2 separate regions of the Mus musculus genome follow, and region 2 is linked to region 1. Evidence: chromatin contacts called from public Hi-C data. All regions are on one chromosome and are shown on one strand. Each heading gives the region's core, a stretch centred on a gene start, on an enhancer-like site or on the middle of the called end of the contact. The rest is flanking DNA. Distances are from core to core; before and after follow the strand shown. Region 1 overlaps Ntrk2 (neurotrophic tyrosine kinase, receptor, type 2). Region 2 has its middle 35 kb from the start of Gm34672.

Region 1 (6,720 bases), core at 1,132-3,631:
ACCAACCCGTCCTGCCACGCCCCAGCCCTGCTGTGCTAATCTCTCTTAGGATCCCTCATTAGGCTGGCAAGATGGCTCAGCGGTTAAGAACACACTAACTGCTCTTCCGGAGGTCCTGAGTTCAAATCCCAGCAACCACATGGTGGCTCACAGCCATCTGTAATGAGATCTGATGCCCTCTTCTGGTGTGTCTGAAGACAGCTACAGTGTACTTACAAATAATAAATAAATCTTTTTTTTTTAAAAGAATCACTCATTAGATAGTGAAACAACCCCAGGGGGATGCGGAGGGCTGGAAATCAGGGGACATGAGCAAAGGCACTCGATGACATCGGTCAAAAGTACAAATCTGCCATGGCCAGTTGCAAACACGGTCTGGGTTCTCATGCTTCGCACCGAAACCTCCTGACCCAACCTGCCTCATAAGGTAAAAGGTGAAAATCAGGTGCTGGTGTTACCACCAGGCCCCACACTCATGTGCCGAGATCTGCAAGGGCTTCCTGAGACTGGGAGCAGACGCCTTCTCAGTGACTGGTTAACCTGACAATTCACCGTGGTCAAGAATAATCTCTGCTCGATGGCCAGGGCCAGAAGGGGTGAGCACGTTAAACTACGGAAACTGTACTGTTGGGTAAGCTCTGTAGAGCTGTGAGGAGCCCTGGGTAGCCTGTGGAAGACCGTTTGGCACATATTTGCAAAATCAATACCCCTTAACTACCATCAGCATCCTTTAAGTCCTGGGTAGACTCCCTTTTGATTGTAAGGTGAATTTACCCCAAGTTAACCACCACTCATGCAGTAACAATAACCCCTTCAGGGTGCCCAGAAGGTGGTCATGGGCTCAAATAAATCCAAGATGCAGTTGTTTAAATCTTATTTTTTGGCCTGTAGCCAAAGTGGGACATGCGGAAGGAAAGTCTGAAGAGCCTGTAATGGAGACTAAGGGGACGTGACATATGAGCAGTCTGCCGCCATAACTGGTCATGTCTCTCCAGGTACTGCTGTCCTTGAGATCTCTATCCTGGACCATAAAAGCTGCTCTCTGTCTCTGACATGAGTTGCTTAGTTGCTTAGTGAATGAACTGACAGGACATTGTGTGCCCTCTTGCTGGGGTAAAACATCAAAAGTATTTTGTAAAGAATATAAAAGTTTAGTTGGTAAAAAACCAAAACAAAACAAAAAACAAACAAACAAACAAAAAAAAAAAAAACCCACAAAGCTTCCTGGTATATACTCTGTACCAAATACCTTTTAACTAATGGAAGTAGTTCTCATGTAAGAATCATAAACCATACCTCTTGTGTGTGTGATTCTTACTGATGGAAACTCTCAAAGCTGTCCCCAAGCCATGATTTGTTCTAGCGCCCGCAGTAGGTAGGACTCCCCAAAATTCCTTATTGACATGTCTCAGCCCCCCAGACCACCGATGACACAGGGGCCATATGCGTGGGGGGGTAGGAGAGGGGGTGTGATCTACAGAGAACACAGGACACATGGAGATGAATCATAAAACTTTATTGGCTTGTTAAAGAAATGGATGAATTCAGCAAGTACATTTATAGTCTAGCCACACTGTTAAAACAGTACTTAAAAGTAAAATCTTTTTTAAAAAAAGAGATGCATTGTTTACAGGAAATGTGAAAAAAGAGACTTGAAAACCCAGAATATTATAGGGGAAAAAAGGCACAAAAGTGAGTCACGAGCTGCCTCTGGATTCCAGCAAATGGGTTTGGACCCAATAGGGATGAAGCCCAGGGACACATCTTTCTTGAGAATGTCTTGCTACTTCTTATTTGTTTGTGAGTTCATATATGCATCGGCTAAAATTAAGCTGGTGAGAAAAATTCCGGTTCTTTTCCTTGCTTCTTATACGTTTTTCTCCCTCCCAAGAACACTAAGACTCAGAACACAGACAATGGGGTGTAGTGTGGGTTTGGGAGTTGCTTCACTATCACTGGCTACCCTGAAGTGTGAGTCCAGACTAAATGCAGAGTGAATGATTTATGTCATGCTCGAGTAGCTTGGGAGGTCCCTCTGTCCCCGAGACCAGGACAAGGAAATAGTTATCCACACTGGGAAGCCGCCTCTCAAGTGAAAACTGCTATCAAACTTTCTGGGCCGGGAATTCTGTCAACCTAATTTAAGCCTGGCAGCACTCACCCGAAAGCAATTTAAATTCAGGAGAGCCCTCAGCTGTCCCAGGTGCCCTTAGGTAAACTTGACAGATTGCTAAGTATTGAGGTATGCAAAAGGAGCAGAATGTTCTTAATGGCAACTTCTGTACCAGGTTCCTTGGAGTCAGGTCTGCTGAGCTACAGGATCCCGGGAGCTCTGTCATCATAAAGCAGAGAGCCTGGCACAGCCCACACAGCTGGAGGCAGCCACCTCCTGAGCTCCCTGTTGTATGGAATCGTCCCCCTTCAGCGGAGCCCTCCCCGTGAATCTCTAGTCTAGACCAAACAAGATGAAGTGAGTTTCAATTAGAGTGTGAAAGAATGAGATGGAAGCAAAGGGAGGGACTCTAGACAGCATGTATCAAAGCAGGTGGAGGTGTGTTTCACCCCCTCACAGGCAGAAGTCAGCACAGGCTTGAGAGTCTAGTTTGCAAGAAGGGGTGGTGGAGAGTTCAGTGTGTTATAATTAGGCAGAGCTGCCAACAAAACCAGACAACATTCTCTGTCTATCATGGGGTCAGTTTAGAAAGATGGGGGTAGAGGGTGGGGGGGAGCAGAAGCAAGGAAGTGCCCCCTGCTTGTTCTCTCAGCATGCCCCTGAAACTGCATTCAGTCGCACACTCTCTCAGTCACTTACTCTGCAAACCCCTGTGTAAGCCTGCTCAGGCTTCAAGACCCCTAGCTATTGTGAGCTTGGTTCAGGGTCCCGAAGAGTAGAGGGCCAAGATGAAGGCAGAATGCGCTGGTTTTCTTGGCTGTGGGGAGGCCTGAGACTGGAGGGGTGGGAGGGGGGACTGCTGAGCTGATTCTCTCTAATATGTACTGGGGTTCATGTCTCCTACTGGGAGACAGCCCTCTTCAGTCTTAGGACAGTTTCTATGTTGGCTGCTGTGGTGTCAGAAGCTCTTTGTTACTCCATCTCAGCTGCCTGAGCGACCCAACCACGCCCCAGAGACCCAACCATGGCAGGTCAACAAGCTATGGAACCCTATCTCTTTGAGGTGATGTTTTGTAGCTAAGTAGGGCCATCAGTCCACTGAGGCCAGCATGGAGATGGGGGAGCGGGACTCATCTCATCTCATTCTGCTCTCTTGAGAGTCTAGAAGACATGGCACCTGGAGAGAAGGGATTTGTGTCAGATAAAGCGGAGGAGAGTGCTGACTAGGACCAGGATGGCTCTGCACTTGGAGAATGTTGAGAAGACAGGACTGTAGGGACAACCCAGCAAGGTGACAGGGCCTGGGGTCCCAGCTAGGAGGGAGTCACAGGGTAACAGACAGCTGTGCACCTTTGGACGGGTGAAGTTCCTGTCAGAACTTGCTTAATGCACCTGTCAGTGGCAGTCATGAAGAAAGAGAGTTTGCAGGGAAAGACAGACAGATACAGTGGGGAACAATGACTCTCTCTAAGACAGAAGGAACAGACTGGCGGCCCACAGGCAGGCTTTGTTGGCCTACATAATGTTTTAAAAATAACTGTGCCAACTTTTTAAAAATAGGTAGGTTTCATATAAAAATCCAGGTTTCACATCTTCTTTAGAGAATAAGATTTGGAAGCTTGGGTCCTTGCTCCCCCGGGACATGGTTGGCATCCTGACAGTTGCCCCTGGGTTTTAGGCAGGTACTGGCTCACCTAGACCACTGTGAGTGTGGAGACTTGCCTGGCACTGTAATGCCAGTTCCTGTCAGAGAGCACAGACCTAACTCCAGAAAAATAAAAATGTCCCTTCTCTCTTCCTGGCACTGTAAAAATAAAATACACACCATTGTGAATCCTCAGAGAGCAGATTTCTTCTGGGGGACCAAAGAAAGCCAGGGATAAAAGGAAGAGTATAGGAAAGGAATACTGTGTTGCTGATGGCGGTCCTTGGGGGTTATAAAGAAGAAAAGACAAAGAACACAGGAACCATAAGAATCAATTTTCTAATAGCCGCTGCTCTCCTTGTCCCCTGGAAGATGCCAAGTAACGTTTGATATTAAATCTCCTTATCTGTCCACTTCTTTACATCTCAGAACAAAAAAAAAATTACCCTACATTTCTCCTAGCTGTTAACTGAAATTATTCCCCCCCCCCTTTTTTTCTTTCTGATCTGAGGAACCTTATAAAATAATCTTTAAACAATCCATCATCCTCTTATGGAATAACATCAAAGCTTAAGTTTTTTGTTTTGTTTTGTTGGTTTTTTTGGGTGCCAAATGGCCGATATTTAAGAGTGTTGGTCACACTGAGACCCTGGCCTGCCTGCCTGTTTGAATTTCACTCTCCTTTCGGGGGTCAAGATTTCTGCTATTAGCTGGCCTCTGGGTAAGTCAACACCTTTGGGAAAGACAGAGATCTCAGTGGTGACAGGAGCTGTCACTTAGCTGCAGTGGGGGCAGTGCTGGGCAGTGGGGGTGTTCAGGACACGGAGCCTTCTGTGCTGAGACCCACTGTGCACCTGGAGACAAAGCCTCTGAGAGGTCTGTGGAAGTGACTGGCCCTCTCAGGCACAATGTGGTTGGCCAGTGCAAACACTCTAATCCACGGACTCACAAAAAGACCGGAATTGAGCCATACTGTAGTGGCTCAGTATAAAATACTACAGTATTCCCCTGATGTCAAGTGGGGCCTAAACGGGTTCTGGTTTATTAAGATTGATGGACATGCTTACAGAGGATTCAAAATAGTTCCCAAACATGCTGGGATTGTTAAGAGAAAAACCTAAAAATCCTTAAAGATAAACTACCTTTTAAAAAAGGAATGTTAATAAGTTTCCTCTCAAGCTATGCTCTGTGTGTGAGTGTATAATAGAGCTGAGTGTGGTTTTTAAATGAAATATCCCAGCCTGGCTCTGAAGGGGACCTCAAGTGAGAATGGAGGGACAGACAAAGTTGCTGCCTGGTGCAGATGGGATGGATCCCACAAAGGCCACTGCCATGACAAAGTGAATGAGAGGGGTACAGGGACGGGTCAGGTGGGGAGTGGTTGGGGGCTACAGGAATTGGTAGCTGGGAGACTGTTCTTTCAGCAAGGAGCCCACATTCATTAGCAGCTGGCCACCTCTCTGCTGCTGGGTCAGGACGCAGCAGTAGGGCAGCATGCTCCAGGGACTGTCCTTAGACATGCTCTCCCGCTCACAGCAGGCCAGCAGCTCAGCTTGCAGGCCTATTCACACTAGAGAACTGCAGCTCTGTAATTCAAACAGCATGAGATCTGAGGTGCTCTCGCTAGGCAAACCTCTAAAGGGCAGGTGGTTAGCAGAGGGCAATGGAAAGGGACAAGATTTTAATTCCCTATATGCATATACCCTACCATTATTTATTCTCAGGCTGTGGTTAATTCAGGTCCATACTCCTGGCCACACAGTCCCTGGTGCTGCTCCGTTCTACCTGCCGGGTGGACTTTGAAAGCAATCGTTAGCGAAGAGTTTGGGTCTTTGCTGCCAGCAAAACAAAGAACCTACTAATGACACCACCAATGTGCCTTTAAGTCTATCAGTCGCAGGGTTGTAGGTGGAAATCACAGAAGTTAGCAAAGGTTAGAGAACAGAAGATGTTGCTGAAATAGGTGTTATGTGTGGATTAGACTTTTAGTGTGCACTTAGACCTAGCTATGACTTTAGATAGATGACAGATAGATAGATAGATAGATAAATAGATAGATAGATAGATAGATAGATAGATAGATGATAGATAAGTAAATCGATGATAGGTAGATAGATAGATGATAGATAAGTAGATCGATGATAGGTAGATAGATGATAGATAGATAGATAGATAGATAGATAGATAGATAGATAGATAGATAGATAGACAGACAGATAGATATGATAGAGAGGTAGGTAGATAGATGATAGACAGATAGACAGACAGATAGATATGATAGACAAACAGATAGATGGATAGATGATAGATGCAGAGTTTTTAATTTGCAAATCACCTTTAATAAACAGAAGCAATTAATGTCAGCACATTTTCCGTATAGTCAAACAGCTCGCTTTTCATTAGAGAGGCATAATCCAATGAGATTTCACTTCGATTCTATATTTGAACTATTGTAAGAACAGAAGGTGAATCTAAGTGTGTTCTTCTGCTGCTTCTCAGCTGCCTGACCCCTGCCTCTGCCTTGGGGTTCCCCAGTCACAGCTCACAACAAGCAGGCTGCAGACATCCTCGGAGATTACCCATTTCCACCAGACACCCTCAAATAAGCAGCACTTCCTGGGATAGGCAACAGCAGTCCCAGAGTTCAGCTCACAGGGCGTCAGGCAACAAGCACCACAGCCCCAGCCTTTGTCTTTCCTTTATCTCAGCTACCCATCCAGTGGGATCTTATGAAACAAAACAAAACCTAAAAGAAACACAAAACGAAACGTAAGTCATGCTCAAAAGAAAAAAGAAATAACAACAGAAATTCACATGCAAACATAGTCACTTTAAAAAGAACATACTACATCAAAATAAAACAACATGGAATATGGTTTCAAAAGCAAGGCAATACATAATAACACAAATTGGGATCACACGGGCATCACGTGACTGAGCAACTTCGTTTTAAACTCAAAAT
Region 2 (6,589 bases), core at 3,627-6,126, 350 kb before region 1:
TGGCTTCTAGACTCCACTGTTGACTCTCTGGCTGTATCAACTTGATTGTCTCAGTTTCCATATGAGAGTGAAATCATGTGGTGTTTGCTTCTGTCCATGACTCATTTCCTTCAACATAGGTTAAACAGTTCCACCCGGATGTTGAATTGACAGGATCGTTCCCTTTTTAACAACTGTGTAGTATTCTGCTGTCCCAGGAGAAGTCTTAGTTGATTCCATTTCTCAGGTCTGCAGGAAACAGTTGTAACAGGGGTCCTTTTGAAACACCAGTTTCTTTTCTTTCGAATAAATAACCAGCAAGGAGGTTGATAGGCCAGGTAAGTCTATTTTCAATTTCGTTGGGATTTTCTACAGTGTTCTCTGCAAAGGGAGGATTAATTTATGTTCCTGCCAACAGTGTAGTGTAGTTTTCTTTTCTCCGTATCCATATTCTCTCCAGGACCTGACAATGTTTATTCCCACTGGAGACATTCTGACCAGGTAAGATGAAATCACATCGCACAGAACATTACCTCATGCATAAGTCAACCGTTGCATATCTGCCTGGGGGGGGGGATGTCTTTTTGGGGTCATTTGTCTATTTAAATATATCAGGTTTTTTTTTAACTCTTTTTTTTCCATATCTTGTTTTGTCTTCCAAACTCTCCCAGTCCTAAATTTCCTAAGAGAGGGAGTGTCACTATTTTTCTTTTCCAATTACAATGGTCCTCATTCTTTCAGAAGCCAGCTAACATAAATGCAAAATGGACAGAGTGTGTTACATTGCTTCTAAAGCAGTAATTATTCATGGGAAGCAAAGGAGAGCTCTCTATGAGATAAGAAGCATGCATTTCTGGTTTCTTACTTGGTGGACAGACAAATGCCTTGGGAAGTGGGTTAAAAGTTTACCAAAATACACTTGGGTTATCTGCTCAATTTTAGATACAGGATCGATCAGTCTTAGCAGAGCATTTCAGAGCTTCAGGAAGGCTCTCACTGGCTTAATACAGTGATGAAGACAAAAGCCAGACCCCAGGAGGGGTCAGACAGAGCGATCCAATTAACATCTGTTAGGAGTGACTCAGCTCTGGCTTCAAGGTTAGCTTGTTGCTGATGTCAATGTGTCAGAACCGAGATGGTAATCACTGACCCCGAGCCCCTGAAGCTTGGCAGGCAGCTGTGGCAGCTGCGGGAGATAAGCAGCTTTTTGCTGAGGTAGCAGATTCCTGTTGGAATGTATACTTTCTTACTAAAAAAAAGTAACAAAACAAAACAAAAAAAATGGACCCAATACCAAATCCAAGTCTAGGTTAACCTTGGTCCTGCCGAACAGAGAGAGCCAAGACACACTCCCTTCTCCCACCCTTCCTCCTCAGGCCTCTGGCAATGTTCTCTTTCACTGATTAATCCTGAAGACAAAAGAGAATGAGGTAGACAGTGGGTAAAGAAGAGCGATCTGGTGTGGCTGGTCAGCAGAGGGGTCTGGTTATTAAAGCAAAGGTTTTAGATGGTATGCACCTTAGCTAGGTACATAACCTAGCCTACATACAAGATACACACAAGCTGAAACGACTGTGCATCTAAGTGTTTTCCCGACTTCAAATCAGAAAGATATTCTTTCTCTCTCTCTCTCTCTCTCTCTCTCTCTCTCTCTCTCTCTCTCTCTCTCTCCCTCCCTCCCTCCCTCTCCCTCTCCCCCTCCCCCTCCCTCTCCCTCTCCCCCTCCCTCTCCCTCTCCCCCTCTCTCCCTCCCTCCCTCCCTCCCTCCCTCCCTCCCTCCCTCCCTCCCTCCCTCCCTCCCTTCCTTCCTTCCTTCCTTCCTTCCTTCCTTTCAGACAGGGTTTCTCTCTCTGGTTAGCTTGGAACTCACTCTGTAGACCAGGCTGGCCTCAAACTCACAGAGATCCACCAGCCTCTGCCTCTCAAATTGTGGGATTAAAGGCATGTGCCACCCCATGCCTGGCTGAGGGGTCTGTAGATCTAGAGTTGGATTTATATATTTTTTAAAAAGCAAACCCCCAAAACATAGAACTAAGCATTGTTTCCATCGCAGTGGGCAGCTCTGGAGCAGCAGCAAATGGCTGCCCGTAGCACCACCTTGGGGGGAAGAGAAATGTCTGTCTATTCTGCCCCCTTCCTTCCTGTGCATTCACAATACCCATTATTACTCAATGAAAATACCAACACCAATACCAAGGAGCCACCATGTGGTTGCTGGGATTGGAACTCCTGTGTGTTCTCTCTCAAAGAGCAGCAGACTGGAACTGCAGTTAGTAGTGAGGCAGAGGATGAGTTGGTGGGGGGGGTTGGGTCTCCATGGGGGGCCTTTAGAGGCTCTTTACAAGGACAGGGGCATGGAGAATCTGTTCTTTTTTTCTTTTCTTTTCTTGTGAGAATCACCTAGCACACACCTCCCTTATGAGATGCAGGTGACAATTGCGCCTCATTTGAGGGGCGATTTTGTGTTAGTTGAGACTGACTTTTTTTTTTTTTCTGGTTTTTCTTGGCTTTTAACTGGGACATGTAAGCCAAGATCCTGCGAGTAGCAGCACTCTGTCTCCTCACTGGCCCCAGACTGTGGAGACTGGCATGTATTTAGGATGCCATAGATCAGTGGTGGCAGGGTTGGCAACAGGAAGGGAGTTCGATACTGTCTACAGATGAAAACGACCAACAACAAGGTGCACATGAGAGGGAATCATACTCAGGGGATAATGAAATCCACAAGCCTTGGCCAGCTGGCAGGGTAGGTGGCGTCCTAGGAGGGCATTGTGTGGGCGAGGAAGAGCGCTGGTGTCAGGGTGGCCTGGTGTTGGGGGAACACAACCCTTTAGTTGCTGGTTGTTTATCTTCATAACAATGTTTACTGGGGTCCTCCAGTATTTTTCTGATGGGAAATATTGCCATGCAGAATAAGACCTTCAAGGAAAAGATGCACACCTCTGAGCTTTCAGCACGCAACTGGTTTGTAAGGTAGATTTCCCGCCATACCTGGCGATCCTTCCTCACCTCCTTCTTTTTCCTTTTCTCTCTTCATTTCTGTATCCACCTCTCTCTTTCTCTCTCTCCCAGTCCCCCTCCCCCTCCCTCTCTCCCTCCCTCCCATCTTTCTTCCTTTCTCTCTTCCTTTCTCTCTCTTCCTTTCTCTCTCTCTTCCTTACTCTCTCTTTCTCTCTTCCTTTCTCTCTCTTCCTTTTTCTTTCTCTCTCTCTCTCTTTCTTTCTTTCCTTCCTTCCTACTTCTCTATCTCTCTTTCTCTCTTTCTTTCTCTCTTTCTTTCTTTCTTTCTTTCTTTCTTTCTTTCTTTCTTTCTTTCTTTCTTTCTTTCTCTCTTGCTATCAAGCATCAAAAACAGTTGGCTGTGACAATGCCTGGCCCGGCCCCGCCTTTACTTCTTTCTTTGAGAGTGGGTTTTACTGATCTGCCTAGGCCAGCCTTGAACTTAGGATCCTTCTGCCTCAGCCTTCTAAACAACTGGGATTACAGATCTTCAACAGGAACCTGGCTACTTTTCAGCTCCTAACTGGTCTGTTTTCCCTATGGGGACCATTCCAAGTGTGTGCTCTGTGTGGAACAGAGAGCACATGGATGAGAATCGGCAGTTCACAGAATTCTCTTGGTGTTAGTCTTCATAGGACATAAAGCTCACCCTCCAAGCTGTGTGGAGGGGCTTTCTCCCAGGGCCTCTCTAATCCTGAAGTTAAACATTCTGGCCTCCACTAGGGGCTTCTTCTACCAGGCCCTGTAAGAGTGAAGACACCAAAGACAGTGTTAACAATGACGTGTGACTAGCATGGCCGGCTTTGACCACCACAACTTCACCTACTTCATTTCTGGGCTGCACTGGCTTCCCTTGGTCCTGCTTTAAAAGATCATAGGAAAGATGTTAGCTGCTGTATTGCTGGGATGGGTTTCTGTGCTGTACCAGGGCTGGGAACTAAGCTAAGCTTGGATGCAAGGAGTGACGCTGTTTGTACTTACACCATGAAGACGAGCCTTTCACAGGTAAAGAGAAACACGAGGGTTCTTGAATGCTTCCTCTTTTGTTCATTAAGGATCAAGACTTACCTTAGATTGTCAGAACGCAAAGAAAGTGGCTTAACAATCAGATTGATCTCAAGGTCTGGAAAGGCAGCCTGGCTCCCAGTCTCTCAAATTCGTGCCCCTGTGTGACAGGCACTAGGAGACAGGGAGCCCCTTAATGAAGGCTTCCCTCTGCTGTAGCCATTGCGCTACAAGCAGAGTGAAGGAGCCGATCTTTTGAATGTAACATATCAGAACACACTGTCACCCATGTATTCAGAGTTATCCAGAGCATTAGTTAACATAATGTGCATGAGTCTAGTAACTTAAGTTTGTCTTTCAGGCTTACACCCCTCTCCCCAACACACTGCTCTGAACCATGCCCAGTATTGTGAGGCTGGTCTCATGCAGCGTACTCTATAGCTCTCCACCTTAGTTTTTGAGACAGGGTTTCCGCACTGAACCCAAATCTTGACATTGAGTTTAGTCTGGCACCTTGAGGTGACAGGCAAGTGCTGTTAACACTTGGCTTTAAGGGTGTGGGGAGATTTGAACTCTGGTCCTCATGCTTTTGTTAAGCAAACACTTTCCCACCGAGAGCCGTCTCCTCAGCCCCAGGAAATGAGTCTTACTAATCGGTAAATGATACTTCCGTTCATGACTCGAGTTGTACTGAGATTTATGCTTGACCGGGCTGGAAGCAGCTGGAAGAAGCGGTCCTCCGCGGTGTCAGGAGTGAAGAGCGAAGCAGGAGCAGATCTTTCTGCAGGTGGGGAAGACACCGTGACATCCTCACTTCAGGGTGGGGTGATGAGCCTCAGGGCTGAGGGCTGTGCTTTACCGGTCTTTGCAGCTTGTCCATGGGAGGGCACTGGTGTTCTAGGTTGGCAGCCTGTTCTGGGGAGACACTGAGCCCACATCTTCCAGACTGGTTAACCACTCACCCCACATCCGTGGCATCAAAGATGTGCGTGTGCGTGTAGTCTTCCTTTGGGACTCTGTTCTTTTGCCCAGTTTAGTCTTCTGTGGTCTTTTGTGGTCTTCTGAGTCTATTCACGCTATTAAACCTACTGCCCTTGTGTTAAAGGGCTGAGCACTGGTGCATAGCAAACTTATGAAATGAATACAAGGAGTTAGCAATTCAGTACATCTTCGGAAGAGGAGGCAGGAACCTCTGTGGACCCCCAGAGGAAGGAACAACAATTTGCCTAGTGGGAGGAAGTGGCAGAAAGAGGTTGAGAGAGAGAGAGAGAGAGAGAGAGAGAGAGAGAGCAAATGTCAGGCTTTCTTTTTTTTAAATCTAGTACATCTCAGTTTGGATCCTTAGTTCTAGGTGAGGAAGTACCGAGGTAGGTGTGCCCAGTTATGGGAGGGACATTGAACATTCAGAACCATCGAGTGTGTCTCACAGGGTCCTTTGGCATCTGCACCTAGATACCCTCTGAGGGCTCAGTGTGTATGATCTAATAGGTACATTTGGAAAGAGATGCCTGAGAGGGTCCCTGCAGAAGTCACTGAGGGAATAAAAAAAAAAAAGAAAAGAAAAGAAAACTCGGTTCGACTTGACTTCATCAAACTGAATCAAACATCTAAAGAGTCCGATGCCTGGCAGTTTATTGGCGGCATATTTAAACAATAGAATTGGGGGAAAAGTTTCCAGGCAACACTCATTCCAATTCCAGGTGCACAATAAAGCTTAAGGCATGGCTACATAGAAACCCCTTTACAAAGTACATGTGAACATGAAGATGTATTCTAGAGCTCAAAGGCTTAGACTCTAGCGGGGTCTCTGACAGGGACAGCACAGAGGTCAGCAGGCTGTGGATTATATGTGACATCCCCTGCTAAAGATATGCTCTATTGCCTGAGAGCTAAAGGCCATGGGAGGGAACGTCTGGGATGGAAAAGTCTGGAGTGCTTGGGTGAAGTCTGCCTCTACAAATAGCAAAAGGTCTCCAGGTCATTAACAATATCCACTCCTAGCGTTCTGGGTGGAAAACAGGTTCTTCCTCATTTAAGGAGATACTCCTGCATGATTAACACTCCTGGTTTCCCTTGTCTGTGGGCAAAAAGATGTTCGTGGCCCCGGCAGATGCCAAAGACACAGCAGTGTTCAGTATACAGCTGTCAAAGTGTGTGTGTGGCAACATGGCTCGTGTAGCTGCTCATAGTGTTGGGTCACAGCATTCTGTAGATGCACCAGGTGTTATGCTCTTGATGGATCCCCATGGTAACTACTTAAAATAAGTGCGTTTGCTGCATGCCATGGGGTAGATTCCGTTGCTGTGTGGTTTGTGGATATGTGTCTTACATCCTGAGTTGGAACGTGAAGGGTCTAGTAAATACCTCACTATATCAGCAAGCTCCTGTATGGACAGAAATTGCTCCCTCAGGGCAGGGAGACCCCAGCGGTCTTAGTCTGCGTGGCAGACATTAAACCTTTTGAGTGCTATCATTTGTAAAATAAGACCTCACATCCTCAGCTAATTTATTTTTATGCTGCCTTTTTGATTGAGTTGCCGCACGAGGAAACATCGATAAAAGCATTCATTAATAAGTAGGGCTTCTCTGGTTGCATCGGGGTGGG

Evidence for each region. A called contact is a pair of places that touch in the nucleus more often than the background predicts.
Region 2: a contact with region 1 is called in a Hi-C map of cerebral cortex, with 4 times the contacts expected there. The contact joins two enhancer-like sites. A contact is called at or near these places in 1 of 484 Hi-C or Micro-C datasets (cerebral cortex) and 2 of 115 datasets of contacts at active chromatin or transcription factors (both in embryonic stem cells).

Annotation. Positions count from the first base shown.
Region 1 is chr13:58,931,807-58,938,526 of GRCm38.p6, reverse strand. The region is part of intron 12 of Ntrk2 (neurotrophic tyrosine kinase, receptor, type 2); the gene reads right to left. Among named protein-coding and RNA genes, the nearest start is that of Ntrk2, 130 kb to the right of the region's middle. Within about 2 kb of position 2,381, at least 19 of the 459 cell types and tissues checked have an H3K27ac peak or open chromatin away from gene starts, as enhancers often do. A contact at or near this core is called in cerebral cortex, where this site is marked.
Region 2 is chr13:59,287,613-59,294,201 of GRCm38.p6, reverse strand. No RefSeq gene overlaps it. Among named protein-coding and RNA genes, the nearest start is that of Gm34672, 35 kb to the right of the region's middle. Within about 2 kb of position 4,876, at least 10 of the 459 cell types and tissues checked have an H3K27ac peak or open chromatin away from gene starts, as enhancers often do. A contact at or near this core is called in cerebral cortex, where this site is marked.